Linked DNA regions of Rattus norvegicus: region 2 is linked to region 1. The links are chromatin contacts, called in public Hi-C maps. All regions are on one chromosome and are shown on one strand. The core of a region is the stretch at or near the end of the contact, and the rest is flanking DNA. Distances in the headings are between cores, read along the strand shown.

What was found. Hi-C and Micro-C count contacts between places; a contact is called where the count stands out from the background.
Region 2: a contact with region 1 is called in a Hi-C map of mammary epithelial cells, with 1.8 times the contacts expected there. The contact joins the promoter of Nup35 here to the enhancer-like site in region 1.

Annotation. Positions count from the first base shown.
Region 1 is chr3:85,846,462-85,850,112 of GRCr8, forward strand. It overlaps Nckap1 (NCK-associated protein 1), which reads right to left. Exons shown (of 31, transcript NM_031618.1): 17 at 2,240-2,372. Among named protein-coding and RNA genes, the nearest start is that of Nckap1, 50 kb to the right of the region's middle. Within about 2 kb of position 2,315, at least 1 of the 93 cell types and tissues checked has an H3K27ac peak or open chromatin away from gene starts, as enhancers often do.
Region 2 is chr3:85,964,533-85,968,000 of GRCr8, forward strand. It overlaps Nup35 (nucleoporin 35), which reads left to right and starts at 1,375. Exons shown (of 9, transcript NM_001004229.1): 1 at 1,375-1,442. The coding sequence starts at 1,403. It also overlaps a transcript of Dusp19 not described here.

The sequences.
Region 1 (3,651 bases), core at 1,065-3,564:
TAATAAACTATACATTCCATCACTCAGATTCACCATGTCCCAAATCTACTCTTTCGATATTTAAAAATAGGGTACATGATGCATATGTGTAGATTTATGTTAGAGTTTTCTCATCTTAAATCACTTGAATGTTTACATCTAATACATAAATTCTGATGTAGTTCTGTAATAAACACACAAATACTCAAATACATCAATAAAAAAAGTATTAGAAATCAAGTTGGGAAAATAAAGGAGACATTGAACATTTCTGAAATTATCTCTTCCTTTCCTGCTTCCTGGAGATGGGAAAAGAAGACAAACAAAACTGAATACAAATTCTTTGAACTTGGTAAGAGTGGGGAGGATGTGCTTCATTTCAGGATATTATTAATATACCTGTATGTATGTATATATATTTATATCTATCTACTGTTATAATGTACAACCTATTTATTTCTACAGGAGTCAGTGTTTGTTTAGTTTTGGTGGTTTGTAGTTATTTAGTGGATTTTTGTCAATAGCTAGAATATTTTGTATATGAAGTCATAAATTTACTATATATGAGAAATTTTACAATTTCCTTCTCTGTCTTTCATATTCGTGTAACATACAGAAAGTCTCTATGTTGTTGAAATAAAAGTATAGAACAAAGAAATATCTGACTCACAAGACCATCTTTCCTAAATCTGTAAGCCTTGAATTTAATTTCAAATGACCTACAAACTGTAAGAGGAATCCAAACACTGTAGCCAGACATAATGAAATATTGGTCAATTTGTATGTGTGGGGGGAGGCAGCTTACAGGACTGGGGGTTGGGGTTGGGGGTTGGAGGAGGAGACGGAATGGACTGAACCCAGAGCCATGCACATTTAACTGGGCAAGCATTCTACCAATAAACAACATCTTCAACCTTCATTCTTTTGCCCTGTTTTTATTTTGAGACAAGCTCTCATTCTGTTGCCTAGTCTGGCCTTTAACAACCATGTAATCCTCTTGCCTCAGCCTCTGAAGTAGTGGGGATAACAGGCTTGGGCCACCAGGTTCGACTGTGTCTCTTAATGTGTCACACAAGTCTTGCTTTCAGTTCTTGAAAGCTTCCTCTGACCTCATCTCTCTCAAAGTCCTCTTCCCACAGAATACTCATAAGCTAGAGATATGCTACTTCAAATTTCTTTTCAACAGATTTTGCAGTTCTAAGAGATTAAAACTGTTACAAAAAAATACAGTATTCATTCTTTATAATCTTGCCACACTTATAAAATTTTTTTTCAAGACCAGAGAAAACATCTTTTCATTTTATTTCCTTACTAGTTGTCAAATGATAATTCCATCTGTTGGGGATACAATGTGATCCATCATGTTTTTATAGTTTTATAGTTTTCTTTTATTCTTTTATTCTGGGCCTCTGAACACCCAGAGAGCACTGTACCCTACTGTGGACTCCCAGCATCATGACATTATGATCTGCATGTACACTATAGGAAGATCCAATCACTTTACCAACTTGATTTCTGTAGTAAGAACATTAAAAACCTATTCATTTTAGCTCTTTAAAATGTTCATTGGCATTACTATTTTCTGGTCTCTCATGGTAGCTCAGGCTGGCCTTGAATTTGCAATCTTCCTGCCCCAGCCTCCTGAGTGCTGGGAACACCACCATGCCCAACTCTTTGTTAGTAACTGTGTCACCATGCACTGTAACAGATCGCTGAAACTTATCCTAAGCGAGAACTTTGCACCTTTTGATACACAGTACACTTCTGACAGACACTAGGGATCTGCAGAATTACTGATTAGTTGTCCACACCACAGCAACTGTGAGTTTATGTGTGTCTCACAAGTGTCAGCAAACCTGGGTCCTGTCTAACGTATCCATGATGTTAACAAGTCAGTAATCCATAAACCCAATTTTTCAAGTCCTTCCTTTCAGTATTACAATGAAATGTATTCAGTAAAAAATGTAATTACTGCATATGTGAATAAATCTATAACAGTAATACCAACCATATCAGTTATTTTAAAAGGTAAATGATCAATATATGTGCATATTTATGCACCTACATATATTCCTATTTGTGTCAATCATACATCTTACTGCTCACTGTGTTATCATGGATCTACTCAAGAATTTCTCTGATTCTATACAAAGATGGTTTAGGTGAGAAGAAAAATTAAGTAATTATGTCCTTATAAACATTTGGCTAGCTGCCCATGTGACTGCTTCACTACATAAGGCCTGGCACCGGCTACAGTTACCTCTTCGGGACACAGCTCATGTGTGCAGCTCATGAAGTGAGTGCAGAGCAGAGGAAAGGCGATGGAGTATCGCGACTGAGAAGGCAACTCCAAGCACTGCTGAAACATCTTCTCAAAAGCACGGCTATAAAAACTGTCAGGAGAGACAGAAAACAGTCAAACAGCTACACTCAGAGCTTACAGGCAAACAAATGATACAGCACCATGGCTGGTTGATTCTCTTAACTCAAGTGAATCTCTTAAGGGATCCCATTTATACCCTTAAGAATAGTTATTTTCCCTTCAAAGTACCTTGTGCATGTCAATAATTTATTCAGAATACTCTTTGTATGCTATCAAGACATTTTACAGGTAATATACAGTATCTATAGAATATAAGTACACAACATTCAAAACTCTGATCTTCAAACTTTCTCATGGGTTAGGGAATTATCAATTATAGGGACCACGGTTACTTTAAAGTATCACTGAGAAAAATATTACCAATTAAACAATCATGTCATTAATATTTAAAATATTAAGAAAATTAACCACATATGACAATTACAAAAACTTAAAGATTGTACAAAATGCTTTATCTCTAAGAAAGCAGGAAGATTATATTCTTTCACAACAGGAGCACTTTTAGAGCTAAAACAGAATCCAAACAAAAATGTCTCACCCTCTGTCCAGGACAGGCTTTGAGACAGTAACAGATGGTTCCAAATAACCTTAAAATTCTTGAACATTTAACATACAGCCAAAATGTAAACCCGAAAGTGAGTGGACTAGTCTGTCTCTCAGAGAGGCAGGCCTTCGTTCCTGGAGATTTCTTCTCCAGCACACGTAACACAAGCTACCCTAACAAACTGCTAAAACCAAAAGCTCTGACCACCTTCTCTGTGTGGTACCTAGACGCCATTACCACTGTCCAGCCAGGTATAACTCATTGCTTCACAAGTACCACGACGTAGTATGCTGTCCCAATTTACCCCTCTACAAGGCCAAGAAGCAAGGAACCAAACTAGTACCACACAGCTACAGAGTGAAAGTACCAGAGTCTGAACTGTGGCTTTGTTTACTGTTTATGGGTCTGACCTCACTCTGTCATTTGTTCCAACATTTATTAAATATCTACTATATTAGACAAGAGGGAAGCAACATAACCTTTCTTTAAGAAATGTTTTTGGGCTGGAGAAATGGCTCAGTGGTTAAGAGCACTGACTGCTCTTCTAGAGGTCCTGAGTTCAATTCCCAGCAACCATATGGTAACTCACAACCATCTGTAATGAGATCTAGTGCCCACTTTTGGCCTGCAGGCACAACACTGTATCGATAATGAATAATAATAAATCTTTAAGAAAGAAGTAAGTTTTCTGGAGAGGGTAATGAGAGAAAAGTGAATGCAGTGCTAAGTGTGGAGAAGCTGTGCT
Region 2 (3,468 bases), core at 125-2,624, 120 kb after region 1:
TGGCTCTCTCTCCCCTGGAACTCACTATGTACAGACCAGGATGAGTTTGAACTTGCAGAGATCCACTTGCCTCTGCTTCCTGAGTGCTGGGATTAAAGGTACATAGCATTGCACTCAGCACATTTTTTTTCCTTAAAGTAAACTGAACTTGTAAATGGTTCTAAAATTTTAACTCTGGCTGGGTGGTGGTGGTACACACCTTTAATTCCAGCACTCTGGAGGCAGAGTCAGGGAGGCCAGCCTGGTGTACTAGTGAGTTCCAGGATAGCCAGGACTATGGGGAGAAAACAGGTCTCGACAAAAACCAAACCAAACCAAACAAAATAAAATTGATTTCTTGGAATCTGTCCTTTAATTTGGAATCATTATTGAGACGAGGTGACAGGCAGATCTGACCTGATGGCAGTGTTGCGGTATGGCCTGTCCAGGAAGAAACTGCTATCTCCCAATCATTACTGACACTTTCCCAAGAGTGGTCAAGCTTGTGTAACAATTTATACCTGACTCCCTTGTGGTAACTAATAAATTTAATACAGTATCAGGCTTAAGGCTATTGACTTTTGCCTTTTAACTTAATATAATTCAATTGAAATAGAATTCTCTGTGTAACCCTGGCTGTCTTGGAACACCCCCCCCCCCCCGTAGACCTTGCTGGCCTTGAACTCAGATGCCTGCCTCTGCATCCCAAGTGTTCTGATTAAAGGTGTGTGCCCCACTACCCAGCCAAAACTAAATGTATTTTAACACACATAAAGTACATGCATGGACTCTAAGGAAAGATAGCAGAGTGAAGATGTCATAGCAGAGTGAAGCACAGGGATGTCATGGGCAGAATGGCATGTGGCGCCTGGGTTTTTTAATCCTTTTTTAAAAAATCAATTTAAATTTATATTTATTTGATGTAATAAACCTTGATTATGCTTTAATGTAAAATTACTCTCACATAACACCATTTAAAAGAAATGACATATAGATGATGGAAAAAATACTTTGTGAAACAAACGTCCTATATCAAGTGCAGGAATCAAGTTGAAAAGGAATATATGGTTTCATTAAACCTACTTTAACAGGTTAGGGAAGTCGATGCAAAAATCGCACTAATTATCAAGAGAGCAAGGGAATCTCTTTGTATGAAGCATAAACAACATTTCAGGAGGCTTGCCATTTTTAGAACCAGAGATCCCACGTTGTTCCCCGCATCTTCATAAAATGTTCCTTAGAATCCCAGATAGGGTATAGAAGTTTGCCCTCTTCCAAAATGGCTGAAACGCCTACACCCTCCGCAAAGAGCATGGTCGGAAGTTACGCAACCCATAAGGCCGCGCGGCTCTTACGGTAAGAAGAGTTTCCGCCATTTTTGAAAACTGGGAAGATCCTTGCTGGAGTGGTGGCGGCCGTTGCGATGGCAGCGTTTGCGGTGGATCCCCAGGCGCCCACGCTGGGTGAGTGAACCGCGGCCTCTCCCGTGGCACAATTAGTGCGCTGTGGACCTGGAGGCGACCGCCACACGCTACGGAGGGAGCGGGGGCTGGGCACTGTGGCCGATGACATCTGGGCGGCAGTAGCCGGGATCCCTGCACTGCGCTCGGCTCTACTGTGGTCACCTGCCCCGTTCCCCGAAAGCGACCACGAGGATGGGCGGTGAACCTCTGGTCGCAGTGGTATCAGCTGCCGCGGGGCTACCTAAGTTTCTAGGTCCTGTTTTAACGTCACAAAAGAAATTTGTATATGAATGTATGACCTAGAATCAACCTGGCTCCTTCCACATCCTCCGCCCTTTACTTTGGAACGCAGCTCCATTGGGCTACTGTTGATTATAAATATTCATATCCATTATTGGGGAAACGTTCCGAGTATGCCGTATTTGGTAAAAACAAATTAACGTGTTGACACTCCCCACTCCCGCTAAGTTTTGTGAGTAATGACAACGGTCATATTCTACAACAGAAAACAAAATAACCTGTCTACAGTTTCATAGACGTACCGTAGTATTAGTTTATAACTCTCTGAGCTGGTTAAAGAGAGCAAGCATTGTATATATTGTGCAGGATTAACTTTGTAGCTCCAAGTGGCATGTAATGTTTGCCACCTTTTGGGTAAAAGTTGTTTTAAGAATAGCGTAACTTTGCTGGGCGGTTGTGGTGCACTTGGGAGGCAGCGGTAGGCAGATCTCTTGCATTCAAGGCTAGCCTGGTCTACAGAGTTCCTACCAAGAAACCTTGTATCCAAAACAAAACAAGAAGCCAAAAACAATAGGGAAAAAAGAATAATGTAACTTAATTTTTTTTAGTGCATTATAAAAACAGAACAAATAATGTTAATGATGTAGATACACTGTGGCATTAAAACTTGTTTTCAGGTTTTTGTTCTTATATTATTTAGAGATCAGGACATTTCATTAGCAGTTCTAGGTTTTTCTGTTCAACAATAACATTTTGGAGAGCATATTTTCCGGTGTAATAAATGTGAACAAACACATTCTTGTATATTACCTAGCGTAGAATTGACATTGTCTGACATTTACTGTTCAGAGTCACGTGTTGCACATTTTTCAGTTCTGACATCCTCTCAACACCTTACCAGCACACTGCTCTCTGAGTAGGACAGTGCAGGACTTACTACTTAGGGGCAGAGATTGAGAAATGGAATTTCAGACATGCAGGATGCAGTCATTAAGCCTTTATGTTCAATCATGAAGGGATGGTTAGTGACAGTCTGGCTTCCTACTTTATTACTGTGTATTTAGGTGACCTATTTTTTCTTGACCTAATTAGATTTTTATATAATGTGCAAGTGTATGGATGTGTTATATGTCCTGGGGACTGAATTTAGGCTTAATAGCAAGGACTTTGACCCACTGAACCACCTCACCAGGCCTTGACCTAACTCTTATACCTGTCATAACTTCCCCCTTTGTAGATGGTAGTTTGTGGTGTTATCAAAAGCCTTATATTTTGTTACTGGTCTTTTCTAAATATCTATTTAGGATCTGCTTTTGTTGAGACTTCTGGTTTGAGTTTAACTTTCTTTTGAGATATGTAGTAGCACTATGTAACATAACATGCTTTACAAAAGCATTACAATATTTACACCTTAGTGTGTGTGTATGTATGTGTATGTGTATATATGTATATATGGATGTATATATATATCCATATATCTATGGATGGAGGGTGTGAGGGTGTGAGTTTCAAGACAGGATTTCTCTGTATAGCCCCTGGCTGTCTAGAACTCACTCTGTAGACCAGGCTGACCTTGAACTTACAGAGACCTGCCTATCTCTGCCTCCCTAGTCCTGGGATTAAAGGCCACCAGCATCCAGCCTTACACCTTTTTTGATACTTGTTTTATCTTTCCGAATTATTTTGTTTTTTCTTCCCTCTTTTTTTTTTTTTTTAAGATTTATTTATTATATATGAGTACACAGTCGCTGCCTTCAGACACACCAGATGAAGGCATCGGATCTCA